Regions from separate parts of the Danio rerio genome. Here region 2 is linked to region 1. Evidence: chromatin contacts called from public Hi-C data. All regions are on one chromosome and are shown on one strand. The core of a region is the stretch at or near the end of the contact, and the rest is flanking DNA. Distances in the headings are between cores, read along the strand shown. Region 1 has its middle 38 kb from the start of zgc:77938. Region 2 holds the start of pitx2 (paired-like homeodomain 2).

Region 1 (7,828 bases), core at 3,406-5,905:
GTTGTTGTACAATAACTTGCCTAATTACCCTATAATGCCTAGTTAACCTAATTAACTTGGTTAAGCCTTTTAATGTCATTTTAGGCTGTATAGAAGTGTCTTGAGAAATATCTAATGAAATATTATTTACTGTCATCATGGCAAAGATCAAATAAATCAGTTATTACAAATGAGTTATTAAAACTATTATGTTTAGAAATGTTTTGAAAAAAAAAATCTTCTCTTCGTTAAACAGAAATTAGGGGGAAAAATAAACAGGGGGGCTAATAATTCTGACTTCATTTGTATAGTGTATTATATAATGGTATAACAGTGAATACACAAAAAAAAAGCATTTCAGTTGTATTTTTAAACAAAATATAATTTGATAAAAAGATAAAAGACTAGATTTGATTTTATATGATATATGATATAATATGATATTATGTATGATATGTGATATGTGATATGATTGGATATGATTTTATTTTATTTTTTAACAAAAACGAAATAAAATAATACACAAAGCAATTCTTAACAAAAAAAATACATTTCATCAGGGTCGATTTAGATCTGATTACTAAATTAAGACATTGTTTATCTTTAGATTGCAATAATATTCAATTATATGTTATTTTATATTTTAATGTTTTTATTTAAGTTTTAGTTTTTGCTTGATGTGGTTGATGATGATGGAATATAGAATGTATTAATTATCATCTTTTTCATAGAAAATAAGTTGATCATGTGGCACTCTTTGTTTAAAAAACATATGGTTGTAGCTTTTGTTTATATGATGTCTAAATATATAATATGGATAAATATCCAGCATCATACTGTGCATTGCTGCTATACTTTTCCTTAATGGCGAAAGCATAGAGCACAATAAAACGGCTTGTGTGGCGTTTAAAACAGCTGTGTTTTTACAACCTTCGAAACCTTACACAGAACAACCTTTGTTTTTTTTTTCTTCATATATACAACCAAACTACACCTGTCACATCCATCTCAGTTTAGTGTGCCACTATATATGTGTGCGAAAGTGAGAGAAAGAGCACATCAAATTTAATATCCCCTCCCGACCCGCAGAAATTCCTTTGTTCCCTTCTTTACTTTTCTCAGTAACAGGCAGCAGACTAAAGCACACAAACAAAATCAGACTCTACCGGACAGATTTGAGAAAATACTTTTTTAATGCACCTGTTCGTTTTAAGATTTTGGACTTTTTGGCTTTTCATAAAGTGACTTTTTTCAGTCTAATGTAAAGAAGACATCAAAAATAAACTTTTTAAACATTCCTTTTTGCCACACTTCAAATTGTATCAATTTTTTTGTTATTTGCAAGACATTTTTAAATGCCATTTTTTCAAAATAATTTTTGCAATAAAACTCTCTTATACCAGCACTTACAAACAGTACTGTACACCATACATAACAATTTTATTTATGTCTGTATTACACACAATTTGGCAGATTAAATCAAACGTTTTATTTTACAAAAAAAATTTCTCAGTATTTTCAAAATTAAATGAAACTAAAAAAAAAGAGTCCCCTAAAAACCTTCCCACATAGGAATCTAATATATATCAATATGTGCAAATTACATATGGCTTACAAATTTTTGTTTTGATTAAATATCAAATACAGTTGAAGTCAGAATTATTAGCCCCCCTGAGTTATTAAACCCCCTTGTTTATTTTTCCCCCAATTTCTGTTTAACAGAGAGAAGATTTTTTCAACACATTTCTAAACATAATAGTTTTAATAACGCATTTCTAATAACTGATTTATTTAATCTTTGCCATGATGACAGTAAATAATATTTGACTAGATATTTTTCAAGACACTTTTATACAGCTTAAAGTTAAAGGCTTAACTAGGTTAAATAGGTTAAGTAGGCAGGTTAGGGAAATTAGGCAAGTTATTGTATAACGGTGGTTTGTTCTGTAGACAGTCGGAAAAAAATTACCTTAAAGGGGCTAATAATTTTGTCTTTAAAATGGTGTTTAAAAAATTAAAAACTACTTTTATTCTAACCGAAATAAAACAAATAAGTTTCTTCTCCAGAAGAAACAAATACTATCAGACATACTGTAAGTATGTCCTTGCTCTGTTAGACATTATTTGGGAAATTTCATATATATATATGAAATATATACAACATATATGTTGAAATTTTGTAAACAATTTGTGTTTATGAAGGGTGTGCCACTGGGCTCTATATTGGGCCTAAGCAATATTTGTTTCTTGTTATGCTGTTGGGGATTATATAGACATCTTGAAAGTAAGTTAAAGCAATAACAGAAAATACCAAAATATAACATTTAAAATGAAAACAGAAAGATAACAGTGCAAGTTGCTTTAAAGTTTAAGGCAATAAATAAATAATAAAAATAGACCATAAAAAAGTGTCTTGCTAAAAAAATGTGTTCTTTTGCTATTTTTACAATAAGCAATTAACACTTCAAAATTAAACTAAAGCTTTTGATTAAATTGTATTTTAATGTAAATCTGAAAATAGTTTTTTTTTTTTTAATTGAGTTTTTTTATTTTACTTTGGCTTAGTGTAGTTTGGCTTACCTTTGAAATAGGCATGGGACAATTACCAGTTTCAAGCTATGCCACGGTTTGGAAAAGTCAAGCTTTTAAAACTGCAAAAAAATCTGTTATACCCTTCCTACAGTTTGTATAATATTTTTACATGTTTTATTTTTTTGTTTGTTTGTTCGTTTTTTGTTGTTTTTTTGGACAACAGTATCTCCAGCAGAAAATATATCTAAATATGCCTTTTCAAGTTGTAAAGAAATCAGTGTTTGTGAAACTAATGAAGACAGCAAAAGTCAATGATTTATTTTGATTACTTAGCCAGACAAAATATTTTTATTGTTTCTCAAAATAAAATGTATTTTGCTCAGAGGGGGAAAAGTTTTAGTTTTTTATTGTAAATATTTACAATATTTCCTATTGTAAATAGTGTTGTGAGAAATGCACCAAAGTGACTGAGAAAAACTTTAACCTAGTTAAGCCTTTAAATGTTACTTTAAGCTGTATAGAAGTGTCTTGAAAAATATCATCATGGCAAAGATAAAACAAATCAGTTATTAGAAAAATAAATTATTATTACTATTATGTTTAGAACTGTGCTGAATAAATCTTCTCTCCATTAAACTGAAACTGCGGAAAAAAAATAAACAAGGGGGCTAATAATTCTGACTTCAACTGTATATGATTATATCTAATATATGTGAACGTATAAATAAATAAAGTCCAAAGGTCAGAAAAAAATGCATGTAAGCACCCACATATATATTTTATACATATGAATCCCAAATGCGAACTTGTATGTTATATACCTGCATGTAATTTGCATATACTCCTATGCATCATATTTCTATATGGGTATGACTGATATGCAGGGGCGGATTTAGTGATTTGGGGACCCTAAACGATTCCAGCCATGGGTCCCACAGTCCTAAAATGCACCCTTTTTTACTTTTATTTTATTTTTCTATATTTTGCTAATATATTTTGTACAACTCAAACATCTTTTCTACGTTTTGTCTTAATGCAGTCTGTACATTTTTAATGATTCATTTTTATATATATTTGACTGCTGGACTGCTCCATTTTTGAGGTGGTGGACAAATTTGTGGACAATTAAAATAAAAATATTTTAATTTATAGTATTATTATTACATCTCATCACATTAATACAATAATAATAATATTAATAATAATAATAATATATTTGATTGTACATTAAATAATATTTAATTACATTAACATTTTATTTGTTTTACTTTCACCATACAAAATATAATAGAAAACAATGTTATAATTATTTTATTGGTTACCTCTATTTATACTTCTGAATATACTTCTAGAAATTATACGTCTAGATATTTATTGGGTACTCCAGATTTCCTGGGGCTCTAAGGGGCCGCTTACCTTACTTACTGGTTAAATTCGCCACTGCTGATACGCAAAGTTTTTTTACTTGACACTATCCAATATTTAGATTTAAGTGTCAGAAGTCATTTTTATTAAATAATGCCTCACTTGCATAATTAAAAATAACATTTTAGAAAGCATCAACCCGTGAAGTATGGTGATAACTGTTAGTTCATTTTTGTTCCCTTTCCGCCTGCATTGTCTTCCCTTAGCAAGTTTGCAGTTCAAATCCCCAACATTTGCAGAAAAAAAACTCTCTGCAAGTTACCCTAAGTTGACTCTCTCATTTACTCGCCACTTTTAATCTCCAAAACTTGACGCCCTGCCCTGCGCGCCTCATTCCAGACACTTTGACCCCCTGCTGGAAATGAAACGACGCCCCCTGTTGGCGCGGCTCTAGTGGGGATTAGGACGTCTCCCAGGATCAGCTGGGTCCTGCTCTGTCCCAAAAGAGGAAGAACAAATATTAATCAGCAGTAGCTCTGTCGCGCGAGGATGGCGGGGAGTTAGGAATCAGATGTTGTGGGAATGGGGGAGTTAAAAACACCCCTGTTTGTGCCTAGCAGTTTACTATGGGACAGGAATGTTTGCTGTTCTCCCTGCCATGCATCCCGAGGTTGGCAAGGGTCTGTGCCCGCACCATGTGTGCCAGTGTCAGCCAGCACAGCCTGCCCCGCCTCCACCTGCTCAATCGGGCAAAGCTACCACGGCGCCATCTGCTGCCCGGTGCAGCCACGCAAGCCATGCCATGTTTAATCAGCGCATATGAGCAAACAGAGCGAGCGGGCTGAGCCAGGTGGCAGAGCCGGCTGCCCGTTTGACTGAGGGGCCAAACCCGGCAGGGGCATCAAAGCCGGCCCGGGATTTACGGAGTAACCAGCCCCTAATCCACCCCCTTATTGGCTCCATTCATATTGAAATGTGTGATCAGAGGGAAGCGGGAGAGCCTGGTCTGGCCGGAGAACGGGTCGGCACAGCTGCAGGGATAAAGTTGCACTATGAGAGCAGCACTTTATTAGACGACTAAGGCCTCATTGATTGGATTAGGATTGGGAGGTCACGAGTGGCAGGACGTATATGTGTGTGTGTGTATGGGTGTTTGTGTGTGTATATATATATATGAATGTGTGGGGGGCAGGTTTCAGGGAAATGTGTTTTTTAACATATCTTTTCTTCAAGTGTGTGTGTGTTTGTATGTGTGTGTGTGACTTTTGTGCTGAATGTAACAGAGAATGGGTGGAATAAAATGGAGAGCAGAAGCTGAAGATTGATGTCGGACTCTCTGTGTGATCCTGTCTGGTATTAAGTTGTAGCGCAGGAGTTTTTTTTTTTTTTTGGCTTGCCAGACAACTGAAAAAAGAATTAGCTGGTGACTTAAAGGTTTGCTGTGATTTCTCTGCTAGGAAGCGAGAGCCGTTTAGGAGCGATTGAATGTGGCTTACCAGGGATCACTGATCATCCTCTGTGCTATTTTGTTTAGGGTAGAGAGTGTGGAAGAGAGAAAGTGAATATGAATGAATGATTGTGGTTACTTTGTATTGAAATGTTGTGAGAAGCATTTGAATTACATACAATAAACGTGTAAATAAATGAATGAACAAATTGTAATATGAATTTATGGAGAAAAATATTTGAATATAATTTGCTTTGCCACTCGGTGATTTCACTTTTTTCTTTAATTTTTATTTCTTCATTCATTCATTTTCTTTTCGGCTTAGTCCTTTTATTAATTAGGGGTTGCCACAGCAGAATGAACCACCAACTTATCCAGCATATGTTTTATGCAGCAGATGGCCTTCCAGCAGCAACTCAACACTGGGAAACACCCATACAATCTTGCATTCACACACATGCACTATGGCCAATTTAGCTTATTCACCTATACCGCATGTCTTTGGACTTGTGGGGTAAACAGGTGCATCCGGAGGAAACCCATGCAAACAAAGGGAGAACATGCAAACTCCACACAGAAATGCTAACTGACCCAGCCGGGGCATGAACCAGCGACCTTCTTGTTAGGCGATTGAGCTACCCATTGCACCACCGTTCCACCCTTCGTTTTAATTTTAAAAAGATTTATTTTCTTCCTAAAATAATGTTTTATTTAATTGAAAAGGTAAGACTTTTAAAATGTGACTTGATTTAATGACTAATCATCATCATTCATAATGTCCAAGTGGATGCTGCACACTGGTGGTGGTGTGGAGAGACCCCCCTCATTATTGTGAAGCGCTTTAGGTGTATGGCCATACACAATAAAATGCACTTAATAATGCACATTACATTCATTCATATTCTTTTCGGCTTAGTCCCTTTATTCATCAGGGGCCGCCACAGTGGACTAACCACCAACTTATCCAGCATATGTCTTATGCAGCGGATGCCCTTCCAGTCACAACCCAAGACTGGGAAACACCTGTTCACTCCTGCATTTACATTAATACGCTGCAACCAATTTAGCTTATTCAATTCACCTACAGCGCATGTCTTTGGACCGAGAGGGAAACCGAAGCACCCAGAGGAAACACTGGGAGAACATGCAAACTCCACACCGAAATGCCAACTGACCCAGCCTGGGCTAGAACCAGAGACCTTCTTGCTGTGAGGCGATCGTGCTACCCGTTGTGCCACCATGATGCTTACTCATTACATAACGTTCATTTTTAAAATAATTTTCTCTGTTTTGGTTTAACGCATAAGCCCTGAATTTGTTTAGTAATCTGTAAAGTATATCTTAGTAAAATAGAACTGCAAAGTCACCATTTACTGTATGCAAATTAGTGCAATCTTTGTTGTTGATGTTGCATTTATTTAACATGTATTGCTCTTTTTCTTTTTCTTGGACATCATAGTATGTTATTAGGATTGATTTGTTCTTCTTGATCACAGTTAACATTTGTAAAATGTGTTAAATTAAAAAAAAATACATCTCTCTTTTAAATTCGTATTTTAATAGGAAGCTATTCAATATGATATTAGTGCATATACATTAGATTAGTCAGTACTGAAGCCAAATCTATAGCTTATTTAACTAAATAACTTACGATTCAAAAACTAGTACACACAAAATTATATGATATAGAAATAAGTTGAATACAAATTTTAAAAAAGAGGAAAATCAAGAGAAGCAAAATAATAGAAAAATTTTGTAGAAATTTTGTAGGTTGTGAATTTTTATTTTTATTTTTATTTTTTTTGCAATATTTTGCTTGAATTATTTGCATTAACTTTCAATTTCTACTTCTGTTTGGTGACTAAAAATTTATATTAAAAATAATAGTAAAATAAATAAATATATATATATATATATATATATATATATATATATATATATATATATCTTTTTAATAAATCTGTTTTGTTTTTCAAAATGAGATGTACTCCATCATACTGAGCACTGTATTCCTTGATATTTTTCTTTCAGTATTATTTCTGAAGACTGTTTAGAAATTTGGATATCATAACAATGTATTGTGGGTATTTTGTAGCTATGTGTTATAAGACGAATGGCAAAAAGCACAGGCTGAAAAGCAACAGCAACAGACAGTTCCTGTTATTCCCAGACATGTGCTTACATAACGCTTATTTGGACCTTCAGTTCAAAACTTTTCCTGGAATACAGCCTGTCGATTTTCCACCGGCAGAAGAAGCACAGCTCTTAGTTAGTCCTAAACAGGTACAAACACCAAAATAAAGCAAATATTAATCTTTAGAGTCCAGCTCTGCTACTTTCTGTCCGTTATGAGACGAAGCAGTTTAAAAATGTCCGTGGCCAGAATGCATTAGTGGGTCCGAGGGTCCGGCTTAATCCATTTTGAGAGTGTTTAGAGTCTCAAGCCAGCAGACCTCAGTGGAATCCCTGTTCAAATTCAGCCAGTCCTGCCAACCAGCCAGCTAG
Region 2 (7,828 bases), core at 1,834-4,333, 290 kb before region 1:
TGGCTAGTGTGCACTTGCTAGTGTAGAGAACAAATCTTATTAGCAATGGAGCCTTTGCCTTCCGTTCCCGCTTGACATTCCATCACAGGATTGGACGCGTTTCAGTGGTTTATTCTTCTAGTGCCCTTGAAACAAAAAGTGTAGTCTCTTGTTCCTGGGATTCGGATTGTAAATTCTACAGTCGTCTCTTACACCGGTCTATCCACTGCGTACTGGCAGGCGCTGAGATTGGAGGCCGGATTCTGCACGCTCGCGTATCCAAAACTCGAGTGTTGCTTGGCTTTCAGTCTCAGACTGGCAAGACTGGAGTTACAAGTGTCCCGGTAAACATACGGAGGCGTCGGTGGGGCGTAAGGGCACGCCGGCGTGGGAACCCCCGAATTTAGAGAGGGGTTGCTGAGGTTATTCAAGTTATTGAGGCTGTTTAAACTTGATCCTGGTACACCGGTGACAGCAGACGGAACCATACTGGAGGACATGCTCATTGAAGAGATAGAGTTAGGTGGAGAGAACATGGTCTGGGACGACAGCGGATTGACATTCATGGAATTGAAAAAGGGAAAGCTTTTGGTAGACAGAGAGGCCGACGTGAGTCCCTTTGCAGCCCAGTTGTTGTACGTATAGCTGGGATACATGTCATCGTAGGGCTGCATAAGTCCGTTGAATTGAGGGCCGAAACCGTTTTTACACAGCTCAGCCTGTTGATTCCTCTCCCTTTTTCTCCATTTTGCCCGTCGATTCTTGAACCACACCTGCAACAATTGTAGAAAAGAATTAGCCTACATAATTAATTAGTCTATCTAAAGCAATGCAAGACTGTCATCGAGTTAGAACAACACGGACTGCTCCGTTTGTTTTAGGTAGGCTAGATAAATGATATGGGTGGTGGTGTCAAACTCAGTTAGGTTCCCTAATTAAGTCACTTTTTATCAGTCACCCGGAATCTTGTCTGATCCCGGGAATCCCAATACACATTCAGACTTTTAGCGCCCGACGCTTTAAATGTGTATTCTCGCTAAGCAGGCGGAGACACACTAACCCTAAGTATATACAACACGAGAATGACAATCACAAAATAAAAGCTTTGCACCTCTTAAAAGGCGACTGTGTGACTCCATTAAAGTCAGTCATCGTTTGGGCGTCAGTCTTTATTTCGTGTTGATTGCAAACAATTTGACTCACCTATAATTAGCCTCTTAACATACAATAACAGATTTTTTATTTAAACAATTAAACAAAATCATATTTAGTATGCAACCCAATTAACGTTATGGAAAATTAGCAAGCATAGAATGCAGCGCCTGCATATTAGACTAGCTAAAAAGTAAGTTAATGTATGAACAAAAATATTTACATGTAAAACACATACAACAACGCAAAAAAAATATATATTTCAGAAATATATCTTTATTTTTATTGTTAGTGGATCTATGAAATATGCACTAAAATTACGTTACGTTTAATTCAGCATTAAGCTAATAGGCTATGTTGAATTTTAATAGTAAATAATAGATTTAATTCACACACACACACACACACACACACACACACACAAAAAGAAAAACTATAAAAATATTAAGGGTTATATCACATATTATTTTCTTGTAATTTTATTTATCAAACTTACTCGGACTCTGGCCTCTGTTAAATTTGTCCAAACGGCGATCTCCTCTCTAGTCGACATGTCCGGATAGCGATTCCTCTGAAAAGTGGCCTCCAGTTCCTGTAACTGCTGGCTAGTAAAATGCGTTCGTTGCCGCCTTTGTCTCTTCTTTTTCGACGGGTCATCGTTCGAATCTTCGTTTTTACTTTGTCCCTTTTCTTTCTCTGTAATGCAAAAGGAAACACTCTTTTTAAACAAATATTTAATTGCAGAGGAACAAGCTTCAGGCACGGTTTTGACACATTAGAGAAGTGTGCGTGAGGGAGACAAATCTCTAATTCCTTTTTATTGAATTGAAGATATTTGACATCATGGTAACATAACAAGTTGGTTCCCTGGTAACAATTTAACGGGCGAAATTTAATTAATGATGTTCCTGAATTAAATTTATTATAACGCTCGTTTTAACATCCTAACATCCTTTTTTCTGGCAAAGCCAACAGTACCGGTAAAAACCCAATGTTCAAATGCTAATGCAGGATTTAGAAAATATTTTAACCGCCATAAATGCAGCATGCATTTTTTTATCACACGAAAGCAATGACATTGTAGTTTGGGAATGTTTGCTCTATTCTGTACAAAGCGCAGTTGCCACTGTGTAAACATTCGTGAAGCCCACATTTTCACAAACAATTTAAGTAAATAAAGTCCTGTCAAAGGGTATGACTTATGTAGCTCATTTCAATAGCCCTACGAATCAACTGCCTGTTCCACCTCTTGATATATTTACATGGCTCGCTCTGTCGGCTAACCCACTCTGTTTTCACACCGAGCGAAGTTTTAAAATGTTTCTTTCTCGAGAAGAACACTTAATGATAACTGACACCAAAACCAAAAACACTCAAGTTAAAAATCTCCTCAGGTCTTACCTACGGACTCTGGACTGGAGGTGTCTGAAACCGTGTGCACATCCAGCCTGTGTTTCGAGTCCACAGACCGCTGAAGCGGTTGCAGACTAGAGGCCATCGAAAGCGGCGTGTGTTTACTCCCGGTAACGTGGTGATTGTGATGATGGTGGTCCAAACTCAACGGATCCTTCATAGAGGTCATGGATAAGACAAGCGATTTACCGACGGCTCGCAAGCAGCTATAACTTCCTCAGCGCAGGTCACAAATACAGATAAATAAATAAATAAAAGAAATAAAAGAAAGAAAGAAACGAATGTGTCCAGCAGTGAAGTATCGGCAAGCGTTGCCAGTGCTCCTTTCTCATTTAAACCACTAAAAGCGACACTCCTGAAACGGCTTTAATAATAAAAAAATATGATTAAACAAGCCCAGTGTTAAGGAAAGATTTTTTTCCCGTTTCGACTGGGTAAAAGATATCTCGGTTTCAGCCGAGAGCAAGGAAAGCCAGAGTGACAGGGACAGGTATGTGATATTATATCCACTTGCATACACACACACTCTCCTGCACATCACAGCCCTCGCTCTTCATTTCAGCTGTCCCTCTATCTGTCCAACCGAGCTGCTCTATGCGTCCTGACGTCACAAACTCCGCCCTCAATCTGACGGAACATTAAACCCTATACATGTCAGCTTTTATGGCAAACCGACTATGAATCGGCCCAAGAAATGAGAAAATGCAGCCTATGCAGTTTGAGATGTTTTTCTATCTCTCTAAAAACATGTAAATAAAAAAAACGTGCATTCACTTGATTTAACATCACTTAACATTTATCATGGTACACCTGACGCTCAAAACCCAGGTTAGGTTTTCTCAGCAGCTATTACAACAAAATAAAGCGTATTATTAGCGTTGTAACTTTAGAGAGTTCTGTCGTCAATAAAACAATTTCACCAGACTTAACAAACACAGACTAAACAACTGCACAAAATCTTTTATTTATTATTATTATTATCTATTATTATTCATTAGCTTGAATTGACAGTGTCAAATACTTTTGTTTTTGTTTGTTTGTTTGTTTTTCTTTCTTTCTTTCTTTCTTTCTTTCTTTCTTTCTTTCTTTCTTTCTTTCTTTCTTTCTTTCTTTTCAAGTAAACCTGTCCCATATAAAAGTTTAATCATAAATGATACACAGAGGCCTAATAAAAAAAAAAATCATATTAGGAAAAAAATATTCAAGTTAAAGTTAAGTTTATTCAGGCTTGTATTCATTTTATATAATTTAATATAAGGATTAAAAGCACTTTGGCGAGGTATATTACTTTGGCGAGGTATACACTTTCGGCCCGTGATTATTTCGCGGGAGAGAAAGCACCCACTTTTCTTTTACTGAGTAGGCTACATTTAATCTGATAAGACGCTCATCTGCTTAAGAATTTTAAATGAGCATCTTTAATGACTTCCAGCTCCTTCACCTTGTGTCAAGTTTCTTCAAAACATCGCCATCGTCATTTACATGCCAAATCATATAAAACTGCGCATTTTATTTAAATGCCAAACATTTATTTATGTTACAACTTTAATTTATTTATAATTTTCCCGATCTTCATTTTCAAATAAAATTGTGTATATTTTGAATTGTTAGTTTTACAGGTTAGGTGTTTTTTGAGATGAGAAGGAAAAATCCTTTCTCGTTGCGTTACTTAGGATTGTATTTTTTTGTAGTCATTCGACTGAAAATATCAAAGCAAATGGGTTATATATATATATATATATATATATATATATATATATATATATATATATATATATATATATATATATATATATATATATATATAGTAAACTTGGATAAACCGATCTCAATCTTGAAAACTGCTAAATTAAAGCTTTTGTGATTAAAGTTAAATTAACAATCAAATAATTACTTTAATTGTATCTTGGCGATCCACAGAAAGTTTTTTTTGTGTGTGTGTGTGTCCTGCAAAATCAAGTCCATACTAAGGGGGGAAAGGGTACTCAACTGCTTACGAAAACGACCCGACCGACTTATCTACGACATTTTTTCAGTTCACATTTTTCGTACTGGATATTATTTAATATGGAGAATATATAGAACCAACAAATCTTGTATGTACAGGTGTTTTAGATGTGACCTCGTATTCATTGCACTAGTGCTTAGACACAGAACATTATTAAAAAATATTTTTCAGCCTGTTTTTAACACTTGCTATTCATTTTATCATTGCCATTTATTCCCCTTTTTGAAAGTAAAAAGTCTATCGCTATTCGCAAGGGAATCTATTTTTATTCATTTTAAACCGATTGTACTACCATCTGAAAACACAAACTATTCATGTAAAATCATAATTACATCCACTGAAATGTGCTTAATAATGACAGGTGTTACGCATTTTTTACTCATAGAAATTCTATTGAAAATGGCACAAGTGCATTTTTGTTAAACGCATTGAAATATGTGGACTAGATTATTGCTCTGTATTTATTGTGGACCCTCAAAATGCTTCAGAGCGCTCTCACTGCCTGCTGTGGATTATTGGCCATGGCGCACCACAGAGCCATTAATTACCAATTCAGTCAATATAAGGGAGACGACAAAGCCTTTTCCATAGGATTAAGAGGACATTAGATTCTTCCATTAGTATATTCCTCCTCACGAGGAGGCTTTCATTACACATTTACTTTTCCCCCGAGTCTATCTAACAAGCGTTGCATATATTACCGCACAAGAGACGAGATTGTCGGTAATCAAGTCTCTCGAATGCCTTTTCCCCTTACTTTGCTGTTTGCATTTTGATGCTCATTTTCTACTTTTATCTTGTGTATCAGCAAAGTGAGAAGCAGAAAAGAAAGGCAAACAAATGCGACTAAGTAGATTTTGTGGTTTATTCTTATTTGCTTTAATTAGCTTAATAAAGATGCCAGATGATATAGAAGCCGTACACGCATTGCGTATCAACCTTTTATTAGCCCTTAATTTTGTCTGAGTTTCTGTAAAAATTGTTCTGATGCGACAAATTCTTAAACTGCTAGAGGAGGCGGGTTATTCAATTTATTTTTATTGTTATGCTAATTTAATTGTATTGTTTTTTTTTTACACTTGATACACGTATATTACACCTATTTATAATTCAATTAAATCTGTATTTTAATTAGCATATTAATGAACATTTGAAAGATGAGATGAATGTTTTTCAAATTTTATCGAGGACCCACATGATTACTCCAGTGCAATGGACTACGTTTTAGGCTATAACCGAGCATTTTGTCTTATAATTTTCAAGATAATTTAGAGAACATTTAAAATCAGAGGCTTTACAATCCCAAAATAATCTGAAGAAGCTGCTACGCGGCATTACGAAGACCTTTCCACATACCCTTGTATGATCCTGTCCTACCAGCAGATGTCCATCTTTGACTATAAACGTCTAATGGTTCCGCTTTTCCCAATGAAAAGTCATATCAAACACCAAAGGTGTTTTACACCCTCATGAGCGCGTTTTCTACCTCAGATAATTTTATGTAAAGGCCAAACAAATCCAATCAATTTTGATAATAAATTAAATTTTTTTCTGAAGGCCTAGCAAGGAGATGGAGTTGTCATTCACCAATATCTTACCTAATTGAGCACACGTTGATGCAAGTTTGCGGCAGTGGGAGTCCATTTAGTAGGTTATATGTTGTTTACCTGTGAAATAAAGAGAAAAGCTTATTTTAAGTGTTAGGCACGTGTATCAAATATATACAGTGTTTATAGTATGTCAACAGTAATAGTGTAGGTCAGCTTTTGTTTGAGTACGTTTGGTTTATAAACAAAAAAGATTGTTTATTGGCATTGAAGTTCAATGAAGAACATTTAACATCAACGAAATCTTACAGTTCCACATAGGTTGTTAACAACGGAACATTCTCTTTGTATTTTTAAATACTGTTCACACTAAAAAGAGTGTCTCTTTTAGCAACGTTTCTCGGGGGAACTGAGGTTCTTCTGATCTTCAAAATCTCCTGTATTACAACCTTTATTTTTAAATGTGTGTCTGACCGGATGGGCCACTCAGTGATGATTTATTTCAAATCTACTGTGATATATTGGATAGTTCCTATCTGTAATAGGATGAGCACATTCCTCATCATTTGTTTTGAAATCCCTTAGCGCTTGCTCGAGTCCCTCCTAATTAAGACTCGTGTCTCCAAACGCGCATGAAAACAACGCACAAAGAGGAGAGACAGTGCGCCGTGTGTGTGTGTTTCAGGGTGAGAGAGCAGTTTGAGCGCTAGAAGTTGAGTGATTCCGCGGTAAAATCAAGGGATTAGTGTCTGATTGAGATGTCTGTCGGTTGGATATTACAAAATTCATTATCGCAGCTCTATACTAACCCGATATGAAGTAACACAGATGGGCCTTTATTAGCCCAGGCTTCATCTGTTTGCTTATGATAATTTCAGTCGGAAATTTGCATGCAATCCTGCTGTTAACCGTTTTCCTTCTCCATTTTTCTCTCTCCGAATGCAACGCTTTACCTCAACCCTCCCTTTATTTCACCTGCCTCGCATCTGTGCCTTTAGTCAAAGACTTGAGAGTCTGGAAATTAAATTTGTGCCTTTTTTTTTGGATGTACGCAGTAGTGCGCATTTTGTGTGAAGTCAAAAGTTATTGCTTTAAATATTATTTTGACATACTAGTACCAATTACTAAATTATTTTACATAAGTGTCTAAATTTACAATCCAGAGTAGCCTAAAAGGTGAAGGTTTTGTTTTCGTTATGAGTGTGTTGATTATGCCATCCGTTCGGTTTTGATTTAGGCCTCTAAATCAGACTCGATAACTTTGAAGGTGTGTAATTTTAAGCGAATTTTATACAAATGCCTAAATAAAATGTGTGAATAAAATTCCGTTAAAACAAAAAAGGTAAGACACAATATTACACTTGTTTTGACACAATAAAATTTTATATTTGACTACATCAATGCAATTTCAGTAATAAAGCGCATTAACAGAGAAAAACATGCAAAATGTGTGTGTAGATTTTTGGAATGTATTTTTCTATTAGAAATTTATTTGGGTCTATTTAAATAGAACAAAAGCAGAGCTTGCCATTATACTAATATCTTTTTTTAATTTGTTCTAGAGATTAATTGAAGAAAATATTTAGAAAATAGGTTTTGTTTTCGTTTTTTCTTTAAAATTTGATTTATAGTTACTCTGTTCGTTTAATATTAGGGATAGAACCATGATTATCTCCAAGTCTTGCGTGTATACGGATTTCTTAATAATGTTATTTATTTTCGTGTTACC

Evidence for each region. A called contact is a pair of places that touch in the nucleus more often than the background predicts.
Region 2: a Hi-C map of embryo shows a contact between it and region 1, with 3 times the contacts expected there. The contact joins the promoter of pitx2 here to the enhancer-like site in region 1. A contact is called at or near these places in 2 of 18 Hi-C or Micro-C datasets (caudal fin and embryo).

The regions. Positions count from the first base shown.
Region 1 is chr14:40,546,533-40,554,360 of GRCz12tu, reverse strand. No RefSeq gene overlaps it. Among named protein-coding and RNA genes, the nearest start is that of zgc:77938, 38 kb to the right of the region's middle. Within about 2 kb of position 4,655, at least 4 of the 62 cell types and tissues checked have an H3K27ac peak or open chromatin away from gene starts, as enhancers often do.
Region 2 is chr14:40,839,241-40,847,068 of GRCz12tu, reverse strand. It overlaps pitx2 (paired-like homeodomain 2), which reads right to left and starts at 3,083. Exons shown (of 3, transcript NM_130975.2): 1 at 2,533-3,083; 2 at 1,628-1,827; 3 at 1-752. The coding sequence starts at 2,713. The coding sequence ends at 189.